Regions from separate parts of the Sus scrofa genome. Here all the other regions are linked to region 1. Evidence: chromatin contacts called from public Hi-C and HiChIP or PLAC-seq data. All regions are on one chromosome and are shown on one strand. Each heading gives the region's core, a stretch centred on a gene start, on an enhancer-like site or on the middle of the called end of the contact. The rest is flanking DNA. Distances are from core to core; before and after follow the strand shown. Region 1 has its middle 270 kb from the start of TCF21. Region 2 holds the start of SLC18B1 (MFS-type transporter SLC18B1). Region 3 has its middle 160 kb from the start of RPS12.

Evidence for each region. Hi-C and Micro-C count contacts between places; a contact is called where the count stands out from the background. HiChIP or PLAC-seq counts read pairs in DNA pulled down with a chosen protein or histone mark.
Region 2: a contact with region 1 is called in a Hi-C map of fetal skeletal muscle, with 2.7 times the contacts expected there. The contact joins the promoter of SLC18B1 here to the enhancer-like site in region 1. A contact is called at or near these places in 9 of 47 Hi-C or Micro-C datasets (embryonic fibroblasts, epiblast stem cells, fetal skeletal muscle and 3 more) and 1 of 2 datasets of contacts at active chromatin or transcription factors (skeletal muscle).
Region 3: an H3K27ac HiChIP or PLAC-seq map of skeletal muscle shows a contact between it and region 1. The contact joins two enhancer-like sites. A contact is called at or near these places in 1 of 47 Hi-C or Micro-C datasets (skeletal muscle) and 1 of 2 datasets of contacts at active chromatin or transcription factors (skeletal muscle).

The regions. Positions count from the first base shown.
Region 1 is chr1:30,243,812-30,246,839 of Sscrofa11.1, forward strand. No RefSeq gene overlaps it. Among named protein-coding and RNA genes, the nearest start is that of TCF21, 270 kb to the left of the region's middle. Within about 2 kb of position 1,465, at least 10 of the 83 cell types and tissues checked have an H3K27ac peak or open chromatin away from gene starts, as enhancers often do. A contact at or near this core is called in embryonic fibroblasts, fetal skeletal muscle and skeletal muscle, where this site is marked.
Region 2 is chr1:30,922,254-30,925,281 of Sscrofa11.1, forward strand. SLC18B1 (MFS-type transporter SLC18B1) reads left to right here and starts at 1,464. Exons shown (of 15, transcript XM_013988257.2): 1 at 1,464-1,742. RPS12 (ribosomal protein S12) reads right to left here and starts at 1,139. Exons shown (of 6, transcript NM_214363.1): 1 at 1,107-1,139; 2 at 921-971; 3 at 615-731. The coding sequence starts at 934.
Region 3 is chr1:30,761,324-30,764,351 of Sscrofa11.1, forward strand. No RefSeq gene overlaps it. Among named protein-coding and RNA genes, the nearest start is that of RPS12, 160 kb to the right of the region's middle. Within about 2 kb of position 1,633, at least 3 of the 83 cell types and tissues checked have an H3K27ac peak or open chromatin away from gene starts, as enhancers often do. A contact at or near this core is called in skeletal muscle, where this site is marked.

The DNA.
Region 1 (3,028 bases), core at 215-2,714:
GCAATAGCAATATGACTGCATAAACAAGACATACAGTCTTGTGAAACTAAACACAAAACAAGGCATGCAATAAGTAGAACAAACCCCCCTCCAGTTTCTTTGAATTTATTAAGTTACACTTAAAGGAATACCCCACTGGCATTCACTTGGATACACAATAAATCCTCCCGGATTGCCTAATTTCACTGAAGCCCACAAGGACATGGCAAGGTTGATGAGAGGGCTTAACTGGCTATTGGCAAAGTTCTGTTCAAAGGACAGTGCTTATGAACTGAGCTGAAACCTGGGGTGATCCAGAAGGCGGCTGAGGGCTAGAAAAGATCTTGGAATGTACTAAGTGTTCAATAAATGCCTGCTGCGTGAAAATGAGAATTACGATTACAATGCTTCTCCTTCCCACAGATTTGTAGCCTCCTCCACATCTCTATGCAGTTATTTTATTCTTATTCTCCCGCAGACTTGCCCTAATGATCAGAGCCTAACAAATAACAGTAATGCTTCATTTGAAAACACCCAGGGGTGTTAATTAAGACAAAGGGTTACAATGATTTTTATCAGACATTACTTGCTACCGTTTAGAAAACTGCAAGCATCAGCTCTAAGCAGAAACTCTAAGGCAATGAAGTTTGAAAGAAAATCAAAATGTCCAAACCTCTTCCAACAACTGTCCCGAGAACTTTCACCATTTCTTCTTTCTGCCCATAATCACTGGCAAATATGTTAGTTGCAAAAGAACATCTCACATGTGTTATCACATGCTGTTCTACTGCCTCCCTCTATTTAGAATGCTAGCTTGGTGAAGACAGGCACTAAAAATATACTTAATACTCTTTATAGGCACAAATAGGTTGCAGGGTTTATGCAGCTTGTAGGCCGTTAAATACCTAAATACCGGAATGAATGACAGCCAGGATCCTGGCGGAAAAAAAAAAAAAGTAGCCAGGAAACTGTGCTCATGCCAAGAAGGGGCTGCTGGATGGTAAGGAAGATGCCTTAGGGAGGGACCAGTGGTAAGTTCTTGCTCAAAAAATGATTCAGAGCCAAATTCTTACTTATTCCCAAAGACTAGCCTGACTCGAGACATGCTGTTCTTGGGAAAAAAGAAAGAAAGAAAAAAGAAACTCTAAATGGAAGCAAACAGATTTGAGACAAAAGTATTTACACACATTCATCCAGCCTCTCAGTTCCCCCCGTGCCTGCTGCAAGCGAATGCCCCTTCCCGTCCTTCCTGTTGGGGAACAGGTGTCTCCTGCCAATTAGGATTTAAAAATCAACAGGGGCTTCTTAAGAGAATGATGACAAGTCTAATTGCAAGAAGCAGCTGTAGAGCCCTTGGCTTCACTGGGGCAGGCTTTATTAATCCCCGTTTTGCTGGGTGCCTGGCACCAAGCTGGGGTCAGCTCCCCTGTCACGGGGTCGAAGCTGTAAAATGTAGGGCGAGGATGTAATGACCCAAGCTCAGCAGGAGGGGTGACAGTGCCCTGCACAGATCCTGGGAGCTGGGCAGGTACAAGTCAAGTGGACACAGAGGCACTGTCAACAGCAGCCTCAGCTCAAAGGGTCGCCACTGCTCCAGAACGTGATCTGTGTGTTTACATGACGCCCTGCGTGTTATTCAATATACCATTCTTACTGGCCTGTTGTCAGGACCCCACCTCTCATCCAGGCTAAGAATCTGGAACTTCTTAGAAGTGTGGCTTCAAAATGGTTAGTGACATTTGCTTCTGTAAACACACGTATTCTTCTATTACATAATTGTTCATTTGAAGAGACCAAAAAAGGACAGTCGGGTGGTACAATGTAGTACGGAATTGGCAAAGCAAAGCAATCAGCAAATAAAGCATCTGTCCACTCAGCAGCAGAAATTTTGTAAATAAGTTAAATACATTAAAAATATTAACTGCAAAGAGCTTTCTCTCTCTCTCTCTCTCTCTCTCTCTCTCTCTCTCTCTCTCTCTCTCTCTCTCTCTCTTTTGGCTGTACCCGTGGTATGTGGAAATTCCAGGGCCAGGGATCAAACCCTGGCCACAGCAGTGACAACCTGGGATCCTTAACCTGCTGAACCGCCAAGGAACTCCTGAAAGAGCTAAGATTTCTTAGTGACAGAGGTTTCATCGATTTTCTAGGACCCCTCAATGTGTGTGTTTTCCAGGCAGCCTCTATGTGGATACAGAGACTGTCCACTCACATATATGCTTAAATATCCCTGCCCCAGGAAGCCCTCCTCACTCAATCCTTTTCTCTGCTTCCATAGCACCTTTCTCAGTCACACACACTTGCTCATCTTTTTTTCTTATTTGCCTGTATATCTGGTTCATTCATTACGAAAGGGCAACTTTTTAAGGGTAAATGTTTGTTTTAATCGTCTTTGTATCCTTATCATCTAACCTAGGACCTGCCATATAGTAAGAACTCAATAAATATTTCTTTAAACTCCTATCTCCCTAACCAGGAGGTGGGAAATCTTTCTGCCAAAGCATTGCTAACAACTGCCAAGGCAAACATAATGCAATCATGTGGTTCTGTTGCCATCTAAGAAGTCATTCCTTTAAAATGACAGCGAAGACAGGAAAGTCCAAGAAACATTCCTCCGGAAACACATGCAAACATTAATTCTGGAATGCCTTGGCATTCTCTCGTAAGAATAGCTCAGTGAGAGCCCAGCAGAGACGAAAATGAAACCAGAGACTAACACTTGCTCATAGAAACTTACGGACCTTAATATAGGCAGTGCCAAGAGGTCAGGGTCAAGTGGATTAATAGGATGAAGAGTTCTCAGTAGGAAAATTCTACAAGTCCTATGAACACATTAAAGTTTGCTGCAGAAACTAGTCCATATACCAATGAAATCCTTTTTAAACTAACATTTACTGGAATATTACTCTGTATTATGATTTTTTCCTGACCAAAAGAATTGAAAGAGAATGAGATTTTGCCGTTGTCTTAAGTTGATTCCAGTAGGGGAGTAAAGCACTGTCCAAGGAGGCATTAAAACACTGCTTTATCAGAAGAATAAATTGCAAAGCCT
Region 2 (3,028 bases), core at 214-2,713, 680 kb after region 1:
GAATGCTATTTCCACTGGACTCAACTGGCCAGTGTACTACAATTAACAGAACAGAAACTCACACATCTTAGTACCCTTAAAGATCATTTAAATTCACCTCAATTAAATAGTTGCTTTGCCAATGTAACCACTCCAAAAACCTAACCAATTTATAAATGTCCCACACTCACAATGACCTCTACAGCTAAAACACTTATTGAGTTCACCTAAAAATCCAGGTACTTCTGCCATGTTAATAGTTCAAAATCTACATGTATTAATGAAGGTTCTTATGGATTCCCTAGTTAACAGTGCATTAATAGCCCCACAACCTACAGGTTTGTCAGACTATTAGATTTCACTCATGGAAAGAGTGAAGGGGTATCCGACAATTTAAGTCATCACTCAAACGCTGTAGTTCCATTTTAAGAAGCAAGGGCGCACCCCCACTCCAAACCTACACCCTTTTAAGTGGGCCGTTAAAAGATCTAAGTTTATACCTTTTCCTAGGTTTCCTGTAGAACGGATGCCATTCACAACTTTTGTGCTAACAGCATGAACTTCACGCTCTCTTCCCTTGGCTGCAGTTTTGTTCCAGATCCAACACCCCACAGTATTGAGACTGATACACGTACTTGTCTAAGGCTTTGGCAGCTTCGCGAATTCCACGTGCTAGGCCATCATGGATGAGGGCGGTCTTCAGCACCTCTTGTAGAGCAGTATTAACGTCCATTACACCTCCAGCAGCAATGCTAACACGGAAGAGTTAAAAAAAAGAAAAAAAATCAAAAAACCTCCGCACACCATCTAATGCTTTGGACAAAACAGTCGTTGGCGAGATTAGATCATAGCCGCGTAGAGCGCCACAGCAAACCCAGAACCCACGCTGCGGGCTCGCGGCCCGCGCCTCGCCCGTTTCGCCACCCCAACCCTGAGCTCACCCTTCCTCGGCCATGGCGGTGGGTTACGGGTGGAACCGAATCTTGAGCACACTGCAATAGGAAAAAAAAAAGAAAAGAAAATCCTGGTTAACAAACTGGGTTTAGACCTAAACACTTATCGCCAATCTCATCTGAAAAACACTGAGCCACACTCCGCAAACACCACTCTCGCCTTGCTCTACTCACCCCGAGCCTCCGCCTCCGCGCGACTCGGCGGCGGCAGGGAAAGAGAATGTAGGCTCCCGCATGACGGTATTTAAGGGTTTCCCAGGACCCCTATGCGCATGTGCACTCCCTCCCAGGGAAGAGCTGGCTTTAGCAGTGCCGGGCCTCGAGAATTTCTGTTTCCGGATTGAAGCGGTTCTGTGGCAGGGGTCCTACTAGTCTTCTGACTCTGCTCGGCCGGTCTTAGGCCCACGCAGCAGGCACTAACGCGGGCAGCTTCCCAAAGTTTTTCCACGCCGAGGGTGGGGCCTACGGAGGCCCAGAGAGCTCGTCCTACGGTGCGCGAGAAGGGCCAAGCCCTCCTGCCAATGTGGTCTTGCAAGGCCCCGAGTCCTGGAGCAATCGCAGCCCCAGTTTTAACGCTTAAGACACCGTGGTTGTAATTTCGACTCCACTAATGGGCCTTCCCTGAGCAGCACACTCTCTCACTTCGCTCTTTAAGTCACTCTGAATGCTGGTGAATTTATCATTCTTTGGGTGATCTGCGCGCGCCCGTGCGTTTTCATAAAACGAAAGTCAACACGTTTTCGTTACTTCTAAGCAAATCGAAAATTCCACTTTCCCGCCGGCTGTTAACTGGAACGTCTGGCCAGCCAGGTATTTGGTAATGGTTTTCTAACGCAGTTGGTTCTAAACGAAGTTTGGGGTTTGAAAATAAAAATAAAAAACACTAAATTGTCCCCTGAATTCGTATTCCCGCCCAAATCGGGATTCAGCAGGTGCATTTGAAACACCTACAATGTAGCAGACGTAGAGACAGGGTCTGGGAATATAGAGATGAAATCGTGGTCTTTGAGAAATCTGGCATTCATTTCGCCTTTCCGGACTGGCGAAATTAGGAGTGGAATCCAGTTTTAACTCTGACTTTTCGGGAAGCAACATTTTGAATGTTACATTGGTGGGCCATTCCCCACCAACGCAAATATCTGAAATACAGCCAAATGTAATTGGCACAGTCCTTTTTCTCCTGTTTAAACTTATTCTCCTGACAAGTGCCAAACTAGTTAGCAATTATTAGGCATTTGATAGGTGCCAGCACTATGCATACAGTGAACAGAGACAGGTAACTTGAGTACTGTGAAGATAACAAAAATAAGTCACATAATAAGAGTGTGAGGGAGAGTTAGCCAGAATAATGATATACTGGAATTTTAATAAGTTGATACAGTTCATTTTTAGCTTTCAAGTGTTCATTTTTAAGTGTTGAACCAGCTTCTTTCCATCCATAAGTCATCCTAAAAAAATAGTTCACTTTGCTTATTCATTTAATTATTGAGCGTTTTTTTTTTTTTTTTTGCTTTAAAAAAAAGCCCTGCAGAGTTTATAACGATGAAAATACTTATTCTTGCTGCTCTAATGTTTGTGGTCAAATTAAATACTTCTTGGCAGATGCAATTTTTCCCAGTATAGTACTAACCAAGCTGACTGGGTTTCTGTCTTCTAGCAGCTCATAGTAACCTATTCTGTAGACTCAGGTATGGGCCTTAATATTTTCCCTTAATACATGCCTTTTCTATCAATTTGAAACCTCCCTTCCTAGAACTGGAGCTACAGTTTAGTTTTGATGTCTTAGTTATAGAAGTGGTTCTAATACCAGAGATGAGGTCAAAGGGCACACACTGGTGATTCAAGGATTATCTAACGTAGATTCTAGTTCCCTATTTTAAGGTCGCATCCTCTTGATTTTAGATATTGCCCGAGTTGAAAGACAACTAAATAGAGCCTAGTAGCTAGAGTCACTCTCTGACCAGCAGATTATAATACTTTGAAAACGTACACAAATGTGTATCTAAAATACATATGAGCAGTTCCTCACCATGATGAACCCAACTAGTATCCCTGAGGACTCAAGTTCCATCCATGGCCTTGCTCAGTGGGTATTA
Region 3 (3,028 bases), core at 383-2,882, 520 kb after region 1:
AAAACAGGAAAGATGTGAAATCATTGGAATTTAGCCTGGTAATTGTCCTTAAATATTCATATATTGGCAATTTCAATGTAGAGAATGCTGGCTATTTCACACAAAGAAAGGAGAGGAAAATATCTTGAGTTGACAAAGACCAGTAAAATGGGAGTACGCAATAGAGTTTAAATTATTGCAGCAATCTCCGAGGTAGACCCTAGCAATTCCCACTCCCAGTATTTGTGTCCTTGAATAGCACTTTCCCACGCTGATCAGGGCTGACTTGCGTGATCAGAAGCATAGTGTGGAAATGACAGAGCATAACGTCCAAGTCTAGGTCATAAAAGATATTGCGGCTTCTACTTTGTGCTCTTGGATCTCATTCTGAGAAAGGCAGTTTGTGAGAAAACTCAAGTCCTCCGGAGAAGTTCCCATTGTGGCACAGCAGAAATGAATCTGAATAATATCCATGAGGATGTGGTTCAATCACTGGTCTCGTTCAGTGGGTCAGGGATCTGGCATTGCCATGAGCTCTGGTGTAAGTTGCAGACGCAGTTCACAGATCCCATGTTGCTGTGGCTGAGGTATAGGCCGCAGCTGTGGCTCCAATTCTACCTCTAGCCTGGAAGCTTCCATAGGTCCTGGGTTCAGTCCTAAAAAAGCAAAAAAAAAAAAAAAGTCCTGCAGAGAAATCCATGTGACCACAGCTAATGGGAGTGAGCCATCTTAGAATAAAATCCTGTATTGGATATTTGAAAGTTACTAAAGAGTACATCTTAAAATCTCCCATCATAAGAAAAAAACTATGTGTGCTGATAGATGTTAGCTAAACTTATTGTGATTATTTTGCAATATATACATATATCAAATCATTATGTTGTCTACACCTAAACTTAACACAATGTTGTATGTCAATTAAATCCCAATTAAAAACGTAATTTAAAAGAAAGGAGGACTTAAAGAAAATGAATGCTAGACAGTGAAATAAAATCAAACAAAGCCAAAGCAAAGTCCACCACAGCCTGCATCCTGGAATGGCATATAATCTATAACCTCTACGCTTCCCTAAGTGCTTGCTAAGAGGTGGATCTTAGCCGGAAGCCCCACCACATACATCGCAGTTTCAATAAACAATCTGCCCTACATTTTCTTTGTTACAAGGAAAAGTTACAGAGTACTAAGAACCATTGCTTTGTTTAAAACCCGAGGCTCTGAATGTCTTAGAAAATGCCAATGCTTTAAAAAAAATATATATATATATATATGTGTGTGTGGAATGCAGATAAGCCCTGCTTCAAATTCAGAAGCATAACTAATAAGAATAATATAAACACTTCATAACTGTTCTTAAATCAACACGGACAAACCTACCACTGGTTATAAAACTGAAAGGAAAATGTGTTTTTAGCCCCATCTTGACAGCCTCCTTTTTTAAACCCTGATTCCAAGGGGGGAGGTTTTGCGTCCCTCCCCTCAGTTTCATCCTGCTTCAGCACTAAGTGCATGTGAGTCACGCTAAGACTGAAGAGGCGGCGGTGCCAGCGTGTGGCTGGCAGATGCGGTCATTCTTGAAGTGCCACTGGGCATGAGGTACGGACGATTCCAGACTATTACTTGCCTTCACAACTTTTTCTAACAGGTGCAGCAAATGAACTTCTGCCCCTGTCTTCCTTAAATGCACACAAATAAAGCGTTACCATGTCCTGGATGTGAAGTCATACCTACTTCCATGAATCATATTTTGTGTTCATGACTCTGCAACTGGGAATTAGTCATTTCGACCTAATTAGTTTCTTCAAAATAGGAAATGCTTCTACTAGTGATTTAACATCCAGATATAATTTATATAGTCAGACTACATCCAGAAAGATGCCAATTGAGATGTTTAAACAGCAACAACAAATATATATTATTTTTGCACCCTGCCATCAAAACCCCAAATGAACCCCGAGAATCATGTGTTGAAACTGGCTGCTCGCCTACATTTGTGTAGGGCAGTCACAATCAAGGGCAAACTTTCAGCAGTGTTGGGCCCAACCAAGTGCTTGACAAGGCTCCATTCAAGGAAAATGCCAACAAACAAATCTTGTTTCATGCACCATTTAAAAATTCTATTTAAATTTGATAATTTTGTCATTTGACCAAAGTGACAAAATTCCATAACAGATCTGGCTTTTTTTCCCACACATGTACTCAAATGTTGAGAAATGTGCCTGTCCTCAGCTTTATTTCTTTGGGCACTCACTATTCATGGAGATAAAATAAAAGAAAATTTAATGAGTGGACTGTCGCTAAGATATTTTTTAAATTATTTGCAATCTCTACAAGAGTATAAGAATCTATTTTGCTGAGGGTGACCAAGCACATTTGTATCTCCATGTAAGTTGACACCACTTTTTGTGTTTCTACTTTGGTTTAAGTATGTGTAACATCTCCAAAAGTGACTGGAGAATATTTTCTGACACAAGTATTTGGTGTTAATTTGATAAACACTTGTTTAACATTGACTAATATGTATTATAATTTTCAGTGTAGAGATATAACATATCTTTTATTAAATGTGTTCTTAAATACTTAACTTTTGATGCTGCTATTAATGGGATTATTTTGTTGTAGAATTTTTATTGTTTGTTGCTAATAGATTAAAATAATTGATTTTGCATATTTACCTTAAATTTACTTATTCTATTAGATTATTTGCAGATGCTTTGGATTCTGTTTGCACCACAATCTTGTGATGTATGTTTTCCTTCTTTGTTCAAATGTTTTCAAATTTTATTTATTTTTCCTGTCTTACCGAATCCCTAGGATCTTGGTAGGATTTTGAAGAGAAAATTGATCCGGTTGCATTTGTACTTTTAAAAGACATTCTGATAGAAGCATATACTATATATTAATGTGAGAGTTTAGGTCTAGAGAAATATAACTAAAAGAGCATATGTGGGAATTCAGAGAAAGACACACATTCAAGAGATCTTTCAGAAATAGAATTGACAAGGGATGGTCATCTTTTATAAGGACTAGGATGCAGCTAGTCATTACATGA